Linked DNA regions of Mus musculus: region 1 is linked to region 2. A link is a contact called in public HiChIP or PLAC-seq data. All regions are on one chromosome and are shown on one strand. The core of a region is the stretch at or near the end of the contact, and the rest is flanking DNA. Distances in the headings are between cores, read along the strand shown. Region 1 holds the start of Degs1 (delta(4)-desaturase, sphingolipid 1). Region 2 overlaps Gm33669 (a long non-coding RNA gene).

Region 1 (3,441 bases), core at 758-3,257, 400 kb before region 2:
CCAAACACCCAACTCCAGTGTGAGCTTGCATGGCTGGAGTCTGTTGCCCAACCTGCAGGCCGCTATACCCCTAAAGAGCCTTCGTTGCTCCAGGCCCTAGGCATATGTGTGTCAGTCAGAGGCCCTGTCATGGACAGAATTCACTTTCTGCTCCAGCCTTTTACAGTTTTAGGCAGTACCATAGCATAGCACAACACAATATAGCTAGAATATGTATTTTACTTCAGTTGTCTTATTTTCTCCTTTAGTGTGAACCTCTGGGAGAAAAGCACTATTATAAAAAATCATAGGGGTTTTGGGTTTTTTTCTTTTTATTATTTATTTGTTTAATTTATTTATTTGGTGGTGGTGGGTTTTGAACCCAGCATCTTACTGGGCACTTTATCATTGAACTCTGTCTCAAGTCTTTTATCTGTGTTGGGTGTGTGTATATGGAGGAGGCTGGGTTTTATCGGTGCACTTGCTCTGTAACCAAGGCAATCCTGGAACTTGTGATCTCTGCCTTAGGCTTCTGCTCAGTTGGGATCACACACAACTGGGCTAACATGCCCGGCAAGAATTTCTTAATACCTTCACCTACCCAGATGATACTTTAATTAAATAGCATCACATCAGGGGCTAGAGAGATGGTTCCGTATTTGAAGAGTTCCTACTGCTCTTGCAGAGTTCAGTTTCCAGCACCCATGGAAGGTGGGGTGTCTTTCAACGGCATGTAACTCAGCTCCAAGGGATCTGACACCCTTTTCTGGCCTCTGAAAGCAACTGCACCCAGATAGATAGATCTTTAAATAACATCACATCATTTTAACCCTTCAGAATAAATAAGACTGATACATCACAGCTGGCTAGTTTATCCTTTAAGTCCCTGTTAATTTGTTGGTTTTTTTTTTCTCCTTTATTAGAGAACACAAAATTCCCATATCGTTTCCTACAGTGAGATCTTGCTGATGGTATCCCATAGTTTAGCAGATTCCTCTGTAGTTTGTAGTTTTCTATACATGAGCAGTTGTACTTCCAAGACTTGTCAGACTTGGATGTCTGTCTCTCTGTGTCCCCACCTCTCCCGTTGTGGTATGCATGTGCAGTGGTGTGTGTCTGTGTCTGATTTATACTCATGACCACTTGGCTTCTTTAGGAAAGTCATCTGGTCTGCTAATCCCTAATCCTGTAATCTTAATCTTAATTAGCAGTTCCTTTCACTTCCAGGCTCCACGGAGAAGCCAGGGCTCTTAGTCCATCCACCTGCTCGGCCCGTGCTCCAACTCTGTGCCACACCTCTAATCCCTAAACCTCGTAAGTGAAGAAATGATAGGCATTTTGAAATCAAATCTCCCCTGCCTCCCACAGGAAGTTGCGGGTGATCACTTCTGTGACACGGGAAGATGCATGATTGAGCAACCATTAGTGTAGGGAAACATCAGAACCACCAACTCCACCCCATCTCTCCCTTCCCTTTTCTTTACTGCATTGTTCAGACAAGTCTGAAATTCCACTGGGAGGCAAGGGCAGGCCCACCGGCTGGAGGATAACCTAGGCTAGGTAGTGAGAACCTACTTCAAGAAACAAAAGCAAACATATGGGGCGGGAGGGGTGAGGAGGGGCGAAGACGGGAGAGAGGGGAGAGAAAAGCAAAGAGAAAAAAAAAACTTTTTTAAAAATTAGATTTTAGTTGCCACACACTCCAAATCTCTGGAGGTTTTAGTTCCAGAAGGCAACCAAACAGGGCTCGACAGATAATTTGCTATTAAAAGTTAAGCGAAATATGGGCTCGTTGCCACTTAATCAAAGCCAGTGATCTTCCGAACTCAAGGAGAGGTAGCCACCCCATGTACTCCACCCACTGAGGCGCTAAAGCGAGAGCCTTATCCAGCCGCAAATCTTTCCTTCTCTTTTCACCTTTTCCCAGGCTTCGTGAGCCTACAAGGTTCTTGGCTGCCGACCCAGGTCCCGCCCATCGCCTCCCACGAGGGGCGTGGTCATTGCGGGGCGTGGCCTGAGGCCCCGCCTCTGCCCGCGTCCCCGCGGCTTATCGACTAGAGCCGGGCCTCGAGCTGCCGCCGTCCGGACACGAGCCGGAGGCAGAGCGGGTCCACAGGCCGCAGCCATGGGTAGCCGCGTGTCCCGAGAGGAGTTCGAATGGGTCTACACGGACCAGCCCCACGCCGCCCGGCGCAAGGAGATCTTAGGTGAAGACTGGACCCCGTTATGTGCGCGTGGCCGCGTGCGGGCCCTGAGCGGCCTCCCGTGCGCGCCGTGCGAGCGCGGCCTCCGCGGCCCCTTCCAGCCGCTCCGCTGCTTGGCCGCCGGCGCGGGCTCCGGGCGGGCGGGAGAACCGAGGGATGAGGGATCAGCGCGCCGCCGCTCGCTGCTAGCCCTTCGATGGTCATGTGTTGGAGGCCTCCGCCGGCCTGTGAGCTGAGGGTCCCCAGGTAGGGCGATCCGGACTCGCCCCTCCTGCTCCGACAGTCGAGGGTGACCCCCGCTCCTGGTGGAGCGGTAGGCTCGAGCCCGGACGCCTGCTTGGCTCAGGGCGTGGTCCAGGGGCATCCCCGGCCCCGGGAGCCTCAATCACGTGGTCCAGTCAGCTGCAGGCCTAGCGGGGGACCAGGTTCGGGTGACCCTAGGCTTCCCAGACCGGATGGCTCCTGTGAGTTTTTATTCCAGTGATCTGCGGGACCGGCTGCATAGGAAAGGCGCGCAGCTTAGCCTCCCGGACCTTAGGACAGGCTAGGCCTGATTTAGGAGAGTATGGGGGGCGGAGGGGGGGTTTCCACGTGAGATAGAGAGGTCTCTTATCCCACGTAGGCTGCTCTTAAGAATAAGGACAAATTGTTGGGTATGAGCTTTGCATATATGAACCAGTTCAATTTTTCCTTTCCAGTACTTTGCCTGAGCCGGCATTTTAAAAGATGAAGTAATGTTTAAGAAGATTCCAACATCTTCATAATTAGACTGCAGCCAAAGAGTCTGCCTTTTTTCTTTTCTTGGTGCTAGATATAGAAAGTTGTTTTAGTTTGTTTGTTTTGATTTAATTGAGAGAATCAATGAAAGGCCTTTTAATATGAGGAACTGCCTCATATCCACCATTTTCACACTCTTTCTTAAAAATATTTGCCTAATGGGGGAGGGGGCGGCGAGGCCCTGGTTTCTGCAGTAGTTGCTAAACTTAGACATTACTTGTTTCGCAAATCAGAGTGACTAGCTGCCGTTCAAATGGACTTTATTTTTCTAGTGGAATTCACGTTCAGGGGATCCCTGGTGCTAGTAAGTTCTCTACCATTGAGCTGCACCCCTGACTTCTGACCTGGAACTTAAATTGAGTGAGCCTCAGTCATTATCACCAGCTGTGCTGTCAGGTGCTTTGGGCTCTGGGGTTTCCGTATAGTCATTGCCTCTGCCTCATTACGGTGATAAATGTCTGCTGCTCCAGGGAGGGAGGGA
Region 2 (3,517 bases), core at 27-2,526:
GGCAGCCTAAGCAGGAGCCACCTTAGAAACAGTGATTTCCCCAGGGCCTGGGACCAGGCTTCCCCACATTGACAGAGGACAATGGTAGAGATCTAGGCCAACCTGCTTCCTCAAGGCTGTGGTGAAGTTGAAATGAGAAAATAAAAAACCGATGTCGTGTAGATTTTGACATGCTCAGGACCACCTCTCCCTCCTCTCCCTCTCCTCCTCCTTTTCCTACGTTTTTGGTGGTTGTTTTGAGATAGACTCTCACTATGTAGCTCTGGCTGTCCTGCAACTTAGACTAGATTGGCCCAGAACTCACAGAGATCCACCTGCCTCTGCCTCCCCAGTGCTGGGATTAAAGGTGTGTGCCACCACCACGCTGGGTTTAGGATCTTCTTGTCAGAGCTGGGTGGGGCTTGGCATGGAGTGACACCTCCTGTCTTGGGGCTCTTCTGCCATGGGTCTGACAGGTGCTAAATGAGCATTCTACCGTGGAGCTATAGCCCATGGACTTACTGCCCTTTCCTGTCAGTCAAGAGGGTCTCTTGCAGGAGGAACAGCTGTCTAACGCTGAACTGGGAACACACAGCCAGCCATTGTTTCCCACATCAAGTTAAGCCTAACACCAGCTTGCACCTCCCTGAGGAGGACTGTGCATCACTGTTCCATCTCAGGGATCCCTCCCACCCAGAGTTTACCTAGGAACTCCTGAGCTCAGAGGTCCCGTCTCTGCCACATTGACCTCAGGCTATGCTCAAGAGTCCCTCACTGTTCTCCATCCCTGGGGATCTGTGTGCCTATACAAAGCCCAGGTCACTGCCCAGAGGGCAGTGTGCACTGCATTGCTGCCTCGGGAAGCAGGCTGTCCTTAAACTGCCCAGCAGAGAAAGCCTCTCCCTGCTGGGCCATGGGCAACCCCATGGATGGCTTTTACATCCTTAGAAAGGCTGTTCTTTCCTGCCTGGACACTGTCAAAGCACAAAGGATTCCTTCATCTTTTCATCCTTCCTGCTCCCCGCCCCCCAACTTGGCTGAGAAAGGCAAAGACATGCCTTACCCTCTGGGCTTGGGGAAGAGGCTACCACTCTCACTAAAGCTCTGGCCTCCAGCCAGATAACTGACCAGTGTCAAAGATGGTGCATGGGTCAGGAAAACGGTGTTTGCCTGATGATCGGTAGTCCAAAACCAGGTGGCGCTCTAGGCCCACCCTGGGACCTGCCAGAGCTTGCCACATCTTGTTTCCGGTCCCACTCAACCTCGCTAAATTGCGGCTCACTTCCCTCTCACTTGGGCTCCCAGGAGGAGTGCTGCCAAATACCCAGCTTACCCAGGGCTGGCTGACTGGGTGCAGTGCCAGGTGTATGTTGGTCTGTGCTTTCTTTCTCAAGTCAAAGCCAGTAGCCAGGGCCTCATGCCAACCCTGTGCAGACTGGCCTCTGCGGCATAGCGGTTCTTCCCGAATTTCCTTGCTGAAACGACACTTGGGATGACCCTAGTTGGCGCATCCTCTGGGCTCACCCTCCCCCACCAAGAAGCTGACCCACTTTTCTCTCTCCCCATCCATTGCTGCACTGAACGCTAGGCGCCTTCACCCAGAGAACAGGACCCCATCTAGGCCTCTAGTCTCTTACTCTGAGGATTTAGGACTTTCCTGCCAGAGTACGAGTTATGAGACAGAAATTTCCCGCCAACCTTGCGTCCTAAGAGAGTGTTGGAGTGAGGTCCGCCAGCTGGGCAGGGGTTCAAGTCCCTCTGGGGCCGCTGCATGAAACCTGGGTTAAGGAAGATCTGAAAAGGGCTTCCCAGAGGTAGGTCCCTCAGCCTAGAGGCCAGGCTTTCAGGCCCCACCCGCACCCCACCCCGACCCCTCTCACACCATCCTTACTCTGAAGCTCACCACATGGTGGCGCTGTAACAGAGCTACACCTATAGATGGTCCCGGGTTTCAGGCTTCATCCCATCTCCCACCAACTATCCCTTTGTCTCCGTTTACTTGGCTGAGGTACATGGTCCACAGTAGTCTGGTGGCTGGGAAGTTCTTTCACACAGTCCTCCAGGCAGTGGGGGCCCGGATGAGGGACGTAGATCGCATCCATTCCGGGCTTTGGAATACTCATTGCCTGGTCTGGGTGCTGAGACACTGCGACCTGCACTGGCTGTGGGTACAGGGTGCTGAGACACTGAGACCTGCACTGGCTGTGGGTACAGGGAGAGCACAGAGTAACCCCAGGTGCCTGCCAGAACTTACCAGGCCATCTGCTCCAGAGAGGGGGATGGGAGTATTTGGGAGGGGGGGCTAGTCTTTAGGGCAGGGCTTAAACTTTTTCTGTTCGCCACCCCTGTATGAGACCCTAGCAATATAGAGACAAAAAAAAAAAAAAAAAAAAAAGCAAACAATTACATTTACAAGTAATAACTCACAAAGAAATTTTAAAAGCGATTCTTAGACATACATATAATTATAGCATTTATTAAGGATGAAAGCAAGTTTGTATAGAGGTTTGTTATATTTACATAAGGAATATGACATTGGCTATATATTTCACACTGTAGAACATGGAATATCTCCAGTATTTTTCAGAGGCAATGTAAATTCAAAATAGCAGAAATATGTCTAGAGCCATTTCAGAAATTGTGGGGAATTCTGTCTTAGTCTCAGAGCCACAATTCACTTAATGATTTTTTTTTAAAATGAAATTCAAGACAGCAGCTCAAACAGCAAATCTGAAAATCAAATATGCTTACATAATACAACCCAGAGATACATTTGTGGGATACATGCTGAGGGGTGTCAGTGGGAAAATATCAAAAGTGTTTGTTTCCCATGATTAAGCCTCCATGTTTGGGTAAGAACAGAAGCCCGTGTGTGTGCTGTGAAAACACTGTGGTTTGTATTGCACCTATCTCAGATCTGAGCTCAGGGGTCAGGCAGCATCTACCGCTCAGACACCAGGTCATACACGGTGCACAGCACACATGTGTGTTCAGAACCAAGTCTGCAGGGAAGCCACACTCTGCACCACAGTTGATCGATGCCCAAAATGCTGGAGATGCACTGAGTCTTTAGTTCTGATGTAACATTTGCTCCGTCCCATACAGAGTCATGACCACGGTTTGAGAAGCTGGGCTTTCTCTCTCTCTCTCTCTCTCTCTCTCTCTCTCTCTCTCTGTGTGCGTGTGCGTGTGCGTGTGCGTGTGCGTGTGTGTGTGTGTGTGTGTGTGTGTGTGTGTGTGTGTGTGTAGAAGCAGCCCCTTTCCCTAGGTCCTGGCATGCTTTTCCTGCTGAGAGCCAAGAAACTCAACACACTTGAGAACCCAAAGCCCCTACAGAGACAATGTGTGCTGTGTGCTCCCTCAAACCAAAGTGTTCTGGGGACAGGTGGACCATGCTCTCTGAGACCCAGCATGGTTATAACTGAATGAGGACGTGCCTGCTCCTAGGTATGTCTGAGGAGATGGTTTTTATTGTAGATATGAGAAAGAGACATCTGGAAGCATCCAGAGCAGGGAGAAAAGGAAATAGCTGCGACAT

What was found. HiChIP or PLAC-seq counts read pairs in DNA pulled down with a chosen protein or histone mark.
Region 1: an H3K4me3 HiChIP or PLAC-seq map of bone marrow-derived macrophages shows a contact between it and region 2, with 6 times the contacts expected there. The contact joins the promoter of Degs1 here to the enhancer-like site in region 2. A contact is called at or near these places in 6 of 39 promoter capture datasets (3T3-L1-derived adipocytes, the C10 cell line, hippocampal neurons and 3 more), 2 of 15 datasets of contacts at CTCF or cohesin (the NIH/3T3 cell line and embryonic stem cells), 9 of 484 Hi-C or Micro-C datasets (brown adipocytes, cerebral cortex, cortical glia and 3 more), 18 of 115 datasets of contacts at active chromatin or transcription factors (the NIH/3T3 cell line, the SCID.adh cell line, astrocytes and 11 more) and 2 of 9 other capture datasets (adipose tissue and embryonic stem cells).

The regions. Positions count from the first base shown.
Region 1 is chr1:182,281,367-182,284,807 of GRCm38.p6, reverse strand. Degs1 (delta(4)-desaturase, sphingolipid 1) reads left to right here and starts at 2,007. Exons shown (of 3, transcript NM_007853.5): 1 at 2,007-2,186. The coding sequence starts at 2,105.
Region 2 is chr1:181,879,455-181,882,971 of GRCm38.p6, reverse strand. Gm33669 (a long non-coding RNA gene) reads right to left here. Exons shown (of 4, transcript XR_865801.2): 2 at 1,992-2,336; 3 at 1,678-1,746. Among named protein-coding and RNA genes, the nearest start is that of Gm33669, 2.7 kb to the right of the region's middle. Within about 2 kb of position 1,276, at least 119 of the 459 cell types and tissues checked have an H3K27ac peak or open chromatin away from gene starts, as enhancers often do. A contact at or near this core is called in the SCID.adh cell line, bone marrow-derived macrophages, cerebral cortex and 4 more, where this site is marked.